Regions from separate parts of the Danio rerio genome. Here region 1 is linked to region 2. A link is a contact called in public Micro-C data. All regions are on one chromosome and are shown on one strand. The core of a region is the stretch at or near the end of the contact, and the rest is flanking DNA. Distances in the headings are between cores, read along the strand shown.

Region 1 (6,441 bases), core at 1,902-4,401, 60 kb before region 2:
GCGTAAAACGCGACATTCTTTGGTATTTGTATGGTCATAATACATATGATTATGCTTTTGGATTGTCAAAAAAACATGATACTTTTTTTGCGAGTGTCATGTTGGCTTCTGTTCAGGGTTTATAAACCAGATTTGCCTCCAATTCCTTGAGGTCTTGCAGAAACAGGATTTTCGGGTTTTACACATGTTTGCATGTTGTTGACAGTGGCGCCCCCAGAAAATTTTCTTAGGGGTGGCCAGAAGAGGCCGCACCAAATCTTGGGGTGGCACACAAAAAAAAATAATGAATTCAGTGTAATGTTATATTTTTGTTTCTGGTAAACGAAATAATGTAGTTTTATTCATTTAATTAATTCTACTTGAAATATTGCAATTTATTCTTTGAAATAATTCAGCAAATACATGTGCAAACCAAATAAAAATCTATGTTTAGTTTAAAAACACTTTTCATATACTGTATAAATGACTTCTTTTTTTACGTGCCTTTATTGTACATCATACGAGATATGCCATGTCTAAAATTAATGAAGATTAATGAGTTTATTATTCCCAGTGATGGGTTGCAGCTGGAAGGGCATCCGCTGTGTAAAAATGTGCTAGATAAGTTGGCGGTTCATTCTGCTGTGGTGACCCTGGATTAATAAAGGGACTAAGCCGAAAAGAAAATGAATGAAAGAATAATGAGTTTATTAATTACCCAAACAAATGAACAAACTGAACAAAAGGCATTACTATACACACTCACTATACCTAATAATATTATTTATCCATATTGCTTTTTGAACCATTTTATTAATGCAGCTTCTTCTATTGATATACTGTAGCTTAAGGTAAATATTAAATATCCATTGCTGTCTATTGAAGGTGTGTGCGTGCTGTCAAGGACGATCGGGGAGGGTAGTGGCGGTTCTAGTTTAAATGACACCCTGGGCGAACCACCCTATACACCCCCACCTCTCTTGAATTGTTAGATTTGTTATTCAATAAATATAACAATTTATTTATATTTATTCTAAATAAATACAATTAATATTAATATACAATTATTATTCTAAATAAATAACAGAAATCAGTCCTAAATATTACTGGAAAACAACAACTGGAGTGATATGCCAACATCACTTAAGAAACCTTTTACATGAAAATTAATTATGACAATTCTAAAGAATACAAAAAATGTATTATAGAATTATCTGTGGTCTTAGACCAGATCATGGCTGAGAAATCATGTTATGAAGTCTTACCTCCCTGACTCATTATCCCTCCTTTCTGCTTTAAAGGCATGCTTAGTGAAAGTAACATCATCATCATCATCATCATCATCATCATATTATATAAACTTTAAACGACTTTCAAAACTCGCTGCGTGCCGACACTTCTGCACAAAAGGCTGCTACTCCGGTTTCACGGCGCATGAGCGGTGCCTATTATGTCGGCGTGCATGCAAACAACCAACCGGGATTCACACAGGAGTGCGTGAGGCGCGCGGGAATGGTTTTCCGCGCGCATGCGTCAGTTTGCTTTCACCAGCATTGAACCAGAGGGGGAGAGCTACGTCAGTAACACCAACAATAATTTAGTGACTGCATTTTATTTATTTATTTATGTATTTATTTATTTATCTAAATATTGGGAATTTATAAGTTCATTTAAATCAATAATGTCAACCGCAAAATTATTTTGGGGTGGCCAAAGGGGTGGCCACAGGGGTGGCCAGAGTTTACCGAGGGGTGGCCGTGGCCACCCCTGGCCACCCCTTGGAGGCGCCCCTGGTTGTTGATAACTCAAACTGTTTTCCTTCTCTGTTTGCTTTTTGTAGCAGGATGTTTGCTCCTAACACTGTGCTGATGCCAGACATATGCTGTCTTAAAGGGCTAGTTCACCCAAAAAATGGCCTTCAGGTCATCCGTGCTGTGGTTGATGTTTATCATAAGTTAAAAGACCCTTAGAATGCAGATTGAGAGTCAAAAAACAAATTTAATCACTGCTTATAATACACATGCCACAACAATGCAAGAGGGCTAATTGCAGATTATGTTTATAAATATTGGCAGTTTTACTTTATAAGACATGTATTGTCATGCCATGTGAATTGAAGTGCCCTGATTATGAATTATGAAAGGCCATAGTTTGGTTTTGGGAGTCCCCAACAACAGGTATCTATGCAACTTAAGAAAGCTCTTTAATTGTCTTATAATAGGCATTTGTCTTTAATATACAAGCTTTTTAAGCACACTTGTAGGCAACGTTTTGTTTAGATGTCACAAAAATGGCTGATGATTCGTATGCATGACAATTCATATTATGGACTCTTTGTTTTTGAGAGTCCATGACTGTAGTTTGTCAGCCTGATCTCACGAGAAAACGTAAGTATTTTATGTATTGGCAGTTTAGTGGCTAATTCGTACGAATTCGTACAAGTTCAGTCGTAAGAAATTGTACGATTTTAAAAAGGAGGTGTGGCATCTAACCCCACCCCTAAACCCAACCGTCATTGGGGGATGAGCAAATCGTACTAAAATGTACGAATTAGATTGTACGAATTTGCCATTAAATGAAAAAGTTACGAATTGCCGTGAGATTGTGTTGAGTTTATACACATTACACTTTCTGATTTAAACCTCAGCTGTATGTTGTTATTCACATAGAGCTGTGTTGCATGCATGAAAGGAAATTTTCCAAAATCCATAATAGCGGCACTTTTATTTTGACTTTAAAAGTCTTAGTTAGCTTTAATTTTCAACGAATTTCCAATTAAAATCTTTTATGATGTTCTGTTGATGAAAAAAGTCAACTAATAGAATAGCTTCCGCAATCCCACCTAAGATGCTCTTTAGGGATGTAAAACCAAGTTTAATGATGGGATGTTGTGTTCGATTGTCCGTGAACCATTTGTCACAGCCTGTGTGTGTGTGTGTGTGTAAAGCTATCTCTGTTGTTGACGCCATCATCTGAAGAGTTTCACTTACATTCATTTCATTTTCTCCTGGCTTGTTTATTCTCCCAATTACACCCAGCTCTCATATTATACAAGCTGTTGTGATAAAATCAACTGTAATGGGGTAATCAAATTTCCCTCTCCTCTGTAATTGGATGGCTGCGTTGTTGTTTATATCGTATTGAAGTTAAGTGCTTGCAAATGTTACACAACCGATCATCATTTTGAATGTTTGTTTATGAGTTAAAGGTATGTGTTAAAGCATTACTAAACTGCTGAATCTTTTCCTGGAAGTTTCAAGTGCATTAGATTGGCAGCTATGCTCAAAAGCTCACCTGGATGGTTATTTCAGATGGAGAAAGCGACGCCAGATGGCATTTAGTACTAATGCACAATGTTTCTTGGAAATTTCTTTATTCGTATCTTGTGCATAAAGAGGTTAGTTTGCCCTAAAACGAAAGTTTAATTGTCCAAACCCATGAGAAATCTTTGAAACACAGATGGCAATATTTTAAATCAAATCTGAGAGCTTTCTTTTTTCACTCAGAAGAGATGAATTATCCATGTGAATCAACCAGTTTAATCAAAGCGTTCTGAAGAGACAGGGTAGCATTATAAGATAAACATTTTTAATTCAGAATGTATTTAGTTCTTAAACCATTTTGAGGCATTGAAGGAGTTTTGGTTGAATAGACATTTATTGGAGTGAAACAAGTCTCTTACGTTTGATTTCATTCAGTCTTTATTAAAAAACAAACAGAAGTCTTGTGTGTTTGGACCAACTTGAGGGTGAGTAAATGATGACAGATTTTTCATTTTGGGGTGGATTTAACGCTTTAAATCCACTTTTAATCCTCACTTTGTTAACCTAAACCCTAGTTACACCAATGATGTGAAAAAAATATCAGGAGTGATTTGTGATTGCATTAGTTTTGGAGTGCTTGCACTGATTTGATGACTATAATTAGACGAATATTAGCTCAGTTGAAGGGTATTATTAACAATTAACTTTCTATTGCCTGACTTCTTAGTGTGTCACATTAAAATAAAATCAAGTAGTAACTATGCTGTAAAAAAATACTGTATTTAGCAGATTTCCATATTTTTGAATTCATATTTTTATTTTTCCTTATTTGTTTATGCTTTTGAGTTGCATTATGGGATTTTTATCTGTCTTCCAGCTATTTTTAACATGAAAAAGTTTTTTAAAAGTGACTTTTATTAATGTTTTTAATAGTTTAGAGTGATATATTGTCTGAGTTGGTGTTTTTGTTTTATGGTACAAAACCTTGTAGTAAACTGCCAGTACATTTTTTGTTATTTTACACTTTTTTTCTCTCTATTTTATTATTATTTCATTTAAATTAAATTGAATGTTTTTAAACTACTGAAATGTCAATAAAAGTCACTTTGTTAAACTGTAGGGTTGAATTTCAGCATCAAAAATCGACAAAGCAGAGATTAAAGACCCAAAATGCAATACACAACGGTAAATAAATGGAAAACACTTAAAATACGTAAACGGTTAATAAACAGATGTTTTTTTTTACAGTGTAATTTGCTGAAATAAAACAGAAGCTGGAAGCCAGTTTATTATTGAATGTGTTGTTATTCATAATGGAATACGCATAAATGGGCACAAAACTTAGTTCGGATTCCTTTCTACGAGAGCGAACCGGCTGCTCGAGCAGGAAGTCATCCGGCCCCCTCAAGGTCAAAGATCAATGGTCAAAAACAGAGAGAGTGAGTGCACTCTTTTACCCCCTCTTTCTTCCTCTATTCTTCATCTTCTATGAGCAATGACTGTGTTTATTTGTGTTTCTTGATGAGGAACACGCAGGCAATACACAGTGGCCTCATTCATGCACTTCCCGAGGACTTTGTGTGTTTGTATTTGTAGGCTTCACATTCTGTAAGTCTTGATTAAAGAATCAGGATAATCATGTGAAACTCTGGCTCTGTCTTCCTGCTTTGTGTCGCTGACTTGTGTCTCAGCAGTTTCTTTGGTTGGCGTTATTAGAGTGTTGATTGTTATACTAGTGATAATGCTGACTAATTGGTGTTTGTGTGTGATTTCTGTTGGCTGTGTGTTGTACAGTTTGAATCTGTGTTTGTGGTTTCGTTGTTCTTGTTCGTCCTTCGCTGGGCCTCTTGGAGAAGCCCATCTGTGTTCTTGATGTTCACTCAGTCACTCTCACTTCCTGAGCAGCCCACTCATTTATGAGCTAATCACAATGGCCTTTCTCTCTGTCATTTTTGTCATTATGATATTCTGTATTGGTGCTGGATTTGCAGAAGAAGAATTATTAGTTGTTGTTTATTTGCTGTAGTCACTGTTACACTCAAGTTATATTGCTGCTTGTTCAAACTACTAATTTAAAATGAGCTGAATCAACACATTTCTGGAGGTTTTTTGGGTGAAACTTAATTGTTTCATGTTCGTTCGTTCATTCATTCATTCATTCATTTAATTTTCGGCTCAGTCCCTTTATTAATCAGGGGTCGCCACAGTGGAATGAACCACCAACTTATCCAGCATATGTTTTACGCAGCGGATGCCTTTTCAACTGCAACCCAACACTGGGAAACACCCATACACTCTTGCATTCACACACATACATTTACAATGGCCATGCATTATGGCCAATTTTAGCTTATTCAATTTACCTATACCACATGTTATTGGACTGGGGGAAACTGGAGCACCTGGAGGAAACCCGGGCGAACATGAGGAGAACATGCAAACTCCACACAGAAATGCCTACTAATGTTTTATGTTCAATCTACTTAAATTAGTTATGTTAACTTGTTGGATTTCTGCATTTTTACAGTGCAGATTTAACTTTAATGTATAGCTTTACCTTTCCAGTCATATCAAAATAAACTTTCAAGAGTTCGCACTTAGATATTGTTTGACAATGTTAGCAGGTTTGGTTTTGGGAGAGAACCCTGAGCTCGGAGATAATTGAGCCCAGGGTTCCCCTCCTGGTCAATAAGGGGTCCAAGATCAGGTAGGTCTCGAGCTCCTGCTGGTAAAGGAGAAAAAGGAGGAGATGGGGTGGAAGGGGGCATTCTTCCAAAACGAAAATAAGGTAATAGGGGGAAATCGGTCTATTGATTTATTAAAGGCTTGAATCAATCTGATTGAATTATTGCTGATGACAGATGAGAGACCAGCTGCGATCAATCAGATCACATGGTCCTCTCGAAATTAGTTTATAAAACTGGTGTTTATTTATTTGTTTTTTTAATGTATTTTTTTAAATGTTAATCTTAAGAATAGCTATTGAAATATTTGAAGGGAAGGGTTTCAAAGGGTGTTCTGGAGGAATTTTAGTATATTTATCATCAAACAAACTAAAAGATTGTATATGACTTTTCAGTGTTGTTATTTGTATGTTTTTGTTTTTACAGTGAATTTTTATTAAGAAACCAATATGATTGCATGTTTTATCTTGTGTATATTTAGTATAGGGTTTGCAACGAATATAGCCAATGTTGCT
Region 2 (6,783 bases), core at 1,054-3,553:
AAAAAAGAATGCATACCTTTGCATAGTAGGCCTACTTTTGTGTTGCTTTTGATATCAAGGCTGTATAATACAAATATAATATTATTTCCTCTGACTTTTAGATTTGTTTTAAGAGAACATTTTATTTTGTTCATTTGTGTAATTGTAATATCGTTGATAGGCTAAGATCTATGTAAATATTTTATTTTATATGTTATTATAGTTTGTTTTTTTTCCTGTAAATACTATTAAGTGTTTTAACGAGAATGTTTATACATTTAATGAATTAAATTAAATCCGTTTTAATTTATTATTACATTTTAATGAATAATTTTATTTAAATAATTTTTTATATTTGTTTTTAATTATATTTTCACTATATAATTTCCACTATATAAGTATATATTAATTCCTTATTTTTTTTTACTTATTTAATTGTCTGTTTTAGCCACTTGGATATTCAGCAACACAATTTGCTTTATTTTGCTTGACAATTATCTGAGATTCAATTTACACTTAATAATCAATTGCAAAAAAATCAGATAATATATTGCCTATATAGACTATACTGTAAAAAATGTTTTTGAAGTAGATTTGACAAGACTTGTATCTTCCTGCTATTCATTTCAAAGGCACCATTTGTTTTGAATGAATTACATTTTGTTAGTATTTTCTGAGTTTCTACAATTCATCTTTTTTTCAATGTGCATTCTGCTTAAATGTGTTCAGAATTTGTTTGTATTATTATCTGTGGCTTTTTTTTATTCTCTATGATCGATGATGACCTTGCAGTGCTTCTACAAACTTGAGATTTTTTCTTTCAGATGCTAATCTGACTCAGGATTTGCAGTTTTTCCTGACACAGATCAGGGCAGGATATTAAGTTGGCAAACCAGTTGTGGACTGGTGCATCGCAGGGCATCTTTTAGCCCAGACGAAGTGCTTTTCACGCTCTGAGACAGCAGAAAATTGCTTCCAGTGACTCATCTGGCGATTTCGGGATATTATTCGGGGCGATGTTGTGTGGTTACAAAGTTTGCTGTTAACAAAGCATCTGTCCCATTTAAGTTTAACTTGCTTTTTTTTTGGACATCTTACAAATCTAACAAATCAATTAGTTTTTTCATTTATATTTAAATCTATTTGTATTGGTATCTTAATTGATTTCTATAATTATTAGATACTATTTTTTATGTCAAAATATTATAAATATGAAAGTATAAAGATTGAATACAGATCCTTTTTCTTCAAAATGCAACAGCATGCGACTAGTTTAGCTTCAAAAGATTGAGAAACACATGACACATATGAGCGGTTATTTTTATGAAATCACTTGTGCTATAAAAAGTGCCATAAACAGAAGCAATAAATAAATGGCTCATCTTTCTGTTGAATGCAAGAACATGCAGCCAGTTTCGTTACAAAAGAGTCAAAACACATGACTTGAATGACTCACGATCATGGAGTGTTTATTAAATTTTTTTATTTTATTTTATTTTATTTTATTTTTTTTGTTTTTTAACAGTCTGCTTTAGAATTTGGAAATTTCTAGTTTATTTTATTTGTTTTTATTTTTTACCAATCCACTTTGGAAATTTTATTTTAATTATTTATTGATTTATTTATTTTTTTAACAATACACTTTGGAAATCCTCTTTAATTTCAATTTTATTTAATTTTTTTATTCATTTCATTCATTTTTAACAGTCCACTTTAGAATTTCTGTTGGAATTTATTTATTTACTTATATTTTTTTTTTGTTTCTTGTTTTTCAAACAATACACTTTGGAATTCATGTTGAATTGTATTTTTTAATGTAATTTAATTTTATTTTTATTTTTTATTTATTTAGATTTTTCTTTCACTTTGGAATTCCTATTGGATCTATTTATTTATTTTATTGTTATTTTATTATTGTTGTTTTTTTGTGTGTGTTATAATATACTTTGGAATTCCTGTTGGAATTTGTAAGTTTTTATTTATTTTATTTTTAACAATACACTTTGGAATTTATTCTGTTTTATTGTGTTCTATTTTATTCTATTCTATTTTTTTCCATGATGCAACACATTGTGAGTTTAATTGGAACAATTCCATCGTGTTTCTGCTCTCCAGGGTTAAGGAGGGGCCCTTTATTAAAATCCAGCTAGTTTCTAGTCCTCCAGCTGCAGTTCTCCATTGAGACGAAACCAACATCCACAAAAACTAAAGGAAGAATTACAATTAAACACGACATGAGACCCAGATGCACAAAAAAAAAAAATCTCCTCCTCCGCACACAGCTGTCTTTGGAGAACATGTCATTTGGGACTGTTTAATCTACACACCTACGTTCAATCACACACACCTATATCCCATTCACACGCAAGCACACATTTACAACAGCTAACGCTAACACTAAAAGGCTCGCTTTTTCAAAACAAATTGCTCTCCGCCCATGTACACCTGGCTGTCAGGTGCAATGTCGGAGTCATTCACAGGAAGACATTTGTATTCATTTGTGCGATGAGAAAAGCTCTATTATGAGTGAGGTGAATGAAGGAGGCTGCGTTTGACAGCTCGGGGTAATGACTAGCCTCAGCCCTCTTTCCTAGCGACAGGTTCATTACATTACCCCATGTCTCGAATCATCGTCTGATCTGCCATGTTGTAATAAAGATGAATATCTCCCCATTTCAATTTTGCCTCATAAATTGCACATGGAGCTGGAATGGCAGCTGTTTTTGCTTTTTTTTTCCCCACTTCGACATCGTGGCCTCTTTTGGTTCCAACAAAGGCATTGAACTGTCGACGTTGAGGTATGACTATTTAAGCAGTTCTGGATTTGCATTGATGCCGGTGGTAATGTGAATAGATTGATTTGTCTGAACAACTGCGTATTGAGATGAAAACCAAATGGCGCATGTAGGAACCGGACGCTTTGCCTCGCGAGCTAAAGACCGGTTGTTATTGTTGGTGATTAAATTCTTGCTCTTTGAGGGAGATGTCTCTGTGTTTGTGTGGTTGTTCACTCCCTGTTCCAGCCTTCACAAACTTTTTTAGCCAAGAAAGTGCCCTATTTGATGTTTGTAAATGTGCTACTATCTCAGATCTCTGTGCACCGGGGGAAATCCTCTACCCTTTTTTTTTTTGTTTAGTGGAAAAACGCTGTTAAATCTGACCTTTGCACTCCCTGCGGTCCTTGTCTTTCTGCTGTAGACAAGACAGACGTGGCCTGTCAAATCTCTGCCCTTTTTAAGAGTTCTTGTGTTTGGTTGGGATGTTCAGGGTTTGCTTTGTTACAGCTGAAAATGATTGCAATTCCTGTATAAATTTGTTGGAATTAAGGTGAATAGAAATTCATATGTCTTTATATAAACAAAGACTGCATATAAATTATATTATCATGTAATCTGACGTTTTGTATGTACTGTGATTTACTGTGAACAGCTCACAACACAACTTTTATTCAACTGTTCTGTCTGGTTCTCGAATCTGATTGGCTGACAGTTGTGGGATATTCTGCAATATCAGAACTCATACAGCCTCTTTACTCTTGTGTATTACTCCGTCCACACGAAATGATAACAGATCAATAAACTTACTACAGTTTGAAAAATATTGCAGCTGTTGGACAACATAATGAACTTTTGAGCCATTTTAAGGTAGAATGTAGTTGTTTATATTGCAACTATGCAGTTTATTTATAAGGATAGTGCTAATTTTAAATATTTATAATTTCAGAGACAGCACATCGGCGGCCATTTACCTGACATTGAGCAGACTAAAGACGGTTGACATTGTCCATCTACAAGATGACGACAGAGACAGCATGATTTTTTCTTAGAAGAGAAAAACTCATCATTTCTAACAGCTGATTAAATCGTTATAAAATTGGTGAGTGACATTCTAAGTCGATCGCTCTATCTTGTATGTTGTAGTAGTGCTGTATTTATACCATAGTAATTTTAGTGTATTGAATGTGAGATATGACTCATATATGGAATGTGTGTATTTTGTGTTGGCCGCTCTTTGTATAACCCTGAGTTACTTTTTGGTTGGCCATCTTGTTTCTAATGAGTCTCCTGTTTACGTTCATGCAGACTAGTTCAGTAAACAGAAAGAAAAAAGAAATGCCTGCATGTGTTTAGCGTTTTTCCTTATAACAAACACAACAGTAACCCGGTAGTGCTTGTGTTGCTTTGGCTTGTTCGGGGTTAATTATTGGGATCTCCTGATTGCAACAGAGAAATACTGGGAGATATCTCTGTAGACTGATGTCATTTCATGTAGTTCAGCCTTATAATCTTAAAATGTGAGCAAAATGGCCTGTTTTTTCATCATTTTAGACATTACGCTACAGAATCATTCAAATACTAGCACTAAAGTGACGTTGGTGAAGTAGCAATGGTTTCTGCTGTTCTGATGTCAGCCGCAGATGTGAATGAATGGCGGAATAAAGTAGTTCCTCTTACAAAAAGATTTTTAGACTCTCCATTTGATTCTTTTTTTTTATACACACGATTATGCTGTCAAACTGTTGTATAAACGCAATATCACATGAGTTGCAGTGAGAAATTGCTGTATATCGTCACTGGTGGAACACACCTCCCACCGGTGCCGATATACAGCCACATGGCATTGCTACTTATGTGATATTTCTCATTTATCCGTATGGTTTGTCAATGTCAAAACAGAAGACAGCTTTCCTTCTGTTTTAAACTGTCCTGCCATTTTCTGTTTAAAAAGCAAAGAAAATTATCGTATTATTATTATTATTATTATTATTATTATGTAAGTGAAATATGCTAAATCTTGCTAGAAGCATGTTGCCTATGGCATTACTGTACATTCTAGTTGTGTTTAATCATGTTTGAAACATTCAAACGTTAAAACATGTTTGCAACATGCTAAAACAATAGCATGGTAGTTCATATTAACAGTAATGTGTACCATTAGCTGTGTTGAATCATGTTAAAAACATGTTAAATTTAAAAGAGCAAGCAGCATGTTGAAATGTGAGCAGCATCTCTGAGAGGACAGTGTGTGCAGAATTTGTCTGTAGAATAAAACCTCATGGCCTGGTATTGCAGAGTGAGGGAAAGAGAGCAATGTGGAAGTATGAACACGCGTTAAGCATGTTAACATAAGCTTGCAACATACTGAAACAGAAGCATGAAGTAACATGTTAACACTTGTTAGCAGCTTATTAAAACATGCTAGCTAAACATTAGTAACATGCCAGCAGTGCATAAAACAAGTTAGCGGTGTGCTAACTTTAAACCTTTGAACCGTCTGTTAGCAATTTAGTTTCAACTTTAACGCTTTATAATGTTAATAATGTTTTTGTACAGATGTCTTTATTATTATGATTGTAAATTCGAGAGAAGGAGAACTTTTATTGTATCAGAGCTCTTATTTGAAAGCTTTCAAGACACTCAATTAATATAAAACATGTTATTACAGCATTTAAATGATACAAGTCAACATATGCAGTTACTAAACTACTTACTTTAAAACCTTCATAATATTTACCCCATAGAATTTCATTGTAGTTATATTACTGTATCTTGTTTATGGTAAAAAAAAGAATGCAGTTCTCATAGAAAAACTCCATGAGTTGCAAACATTTGTGAATGCTAAAAATCTTCAAACTAAAAAAGAAGACGACTAATTGTTAAAAAGCTAGTCGATGACCCATCCCACCATTAATGGCTGATGTGGAAGAGTTTGAGAACTGAATCTTAGAGCTCTTTTGCTCATGTGTTGAGACTGGATCGTCCCGTCTCCTCGCCCCTCCTCTCCTGGCACCAAGACCCCAAACAGACCACAGAGGAATCTCAAACATCCTGAATACAACCAGATGTGTAACCTCAGCCCCCAGCCCTCGTCTTCCTTCCCTCATCTCTCTCTGTCTCTCCTTCCTCCTAGTCAGTCTATTCCTCTTTTTTTGGGCCCTGACCTTACAATTCTGGGCCTCTTATGAAAACAAACCATTGAGTAGTAGTGATGCCTGCGGGTCACTGCCGCTTTAAGGCACTGAGATCTGACTTGACCTCCAATCAGAATTCCTGAATCTGTGTTCTGTTAAGTATGACTGTCTTTTTTCATCTTTTCTTCTTCCAGTCTCTTTTTTTCATGTCCTAATCTTGCTGATCTTTGACCGATGAGCAAAATCGATGAATATTTCGTCAAAATCGATGAATAGTTCGTCAAACAATGTGGAATTGTTGTACTTTAGTGAAATGTAAATGGAGCTATAAGTTCTGTGTTTTTACTGGCAGATGAAAACAATTAGGTGCAGTACTAAAGAGTTAGATCAATGGGGATCATGAAATCAGGCTCATTGATTTCATCAGTAACTACTCTGTAAAAAGCGATTAGTTGACTTAGTGAGAACCTGTTGTTAAAGAGATTAGTTGTGTGAGTAAACCAGCTGCCTTTAAATTATTGAGCAAATAAACTGTGCATAATTAAAATTAAGTTAAGATAACCTAATAGTTCCTAGTTACAATGGTTTACTCAATTTTTTTTTAAGTTACTAATCACTTTTTACACTGTATTAAATAAATATAAAAAAAAATTTGCCAGTTCAAAAGGTTGCCAAAAAGTCTTTTTTATTGTATATTGCAATCATTTTGCGGATATAGATGTTTATTTTAAGTACCCAATGTTAATCTACGGCTGCGTCCGAAATCATATACTTCCATACTATATAGTATGCTAAAAACAGTATGCAAGCAAAGCAGTATGTCTGAATTCATAGAGTTCTAAAATCATTTTGTGAGAACTACCCGAATGACCTACTACTTCCGGCAAGATTCT

What was found. Hi-C and Micro-C count contacts between places; a contact is called where the count stands out from the background.
Region 1: a contact with region 2 is called in a Micro-C map of caudal fin, with 5 times the contacts expected there. The contact joins two enhancer-like sites. A contact is called at or near these places in 2 of 18 Hi-C or Micro-C datasets (caudal fin and gastrula embryo).

Annotation. Positions count from the first base shown.
Region 1 is chr4:15,199,896-15,206,336 of GRCz12tu, reverse strand. It overlaps a transcript of plxnb2a.1 not described here. Among named protein-coding and RNA genes, the nearest start is that of plxnb2a.2, 22 kb to the left of the region's middle. Within about 2 kb of position 3,151, at least 1 of the 62 cell types and tissues checked has an H3K27ac peak or open chromatin away from gene starts, as enhancers often do. A contact at or near this core is called in caudal fin, where this site is marked.
Region 2 is chr4:15,138,216-15,144,998 of GRCz12tu, reverse strand. It overlaps a transcript of plxnb2a.1 not described here. Among named protein-coding and RNA genes, the nearest start is that of plxnb2a.1, 72 kb to the right of the region's middle. Within about 2 kb of position 2,303, at least 1 of the 62 cell types and tissues checked has an H3K27ac peak or open chromatin away from gene starts, as enhancers often do. A contact at or near this core is called in caudal fin, where this site is marked.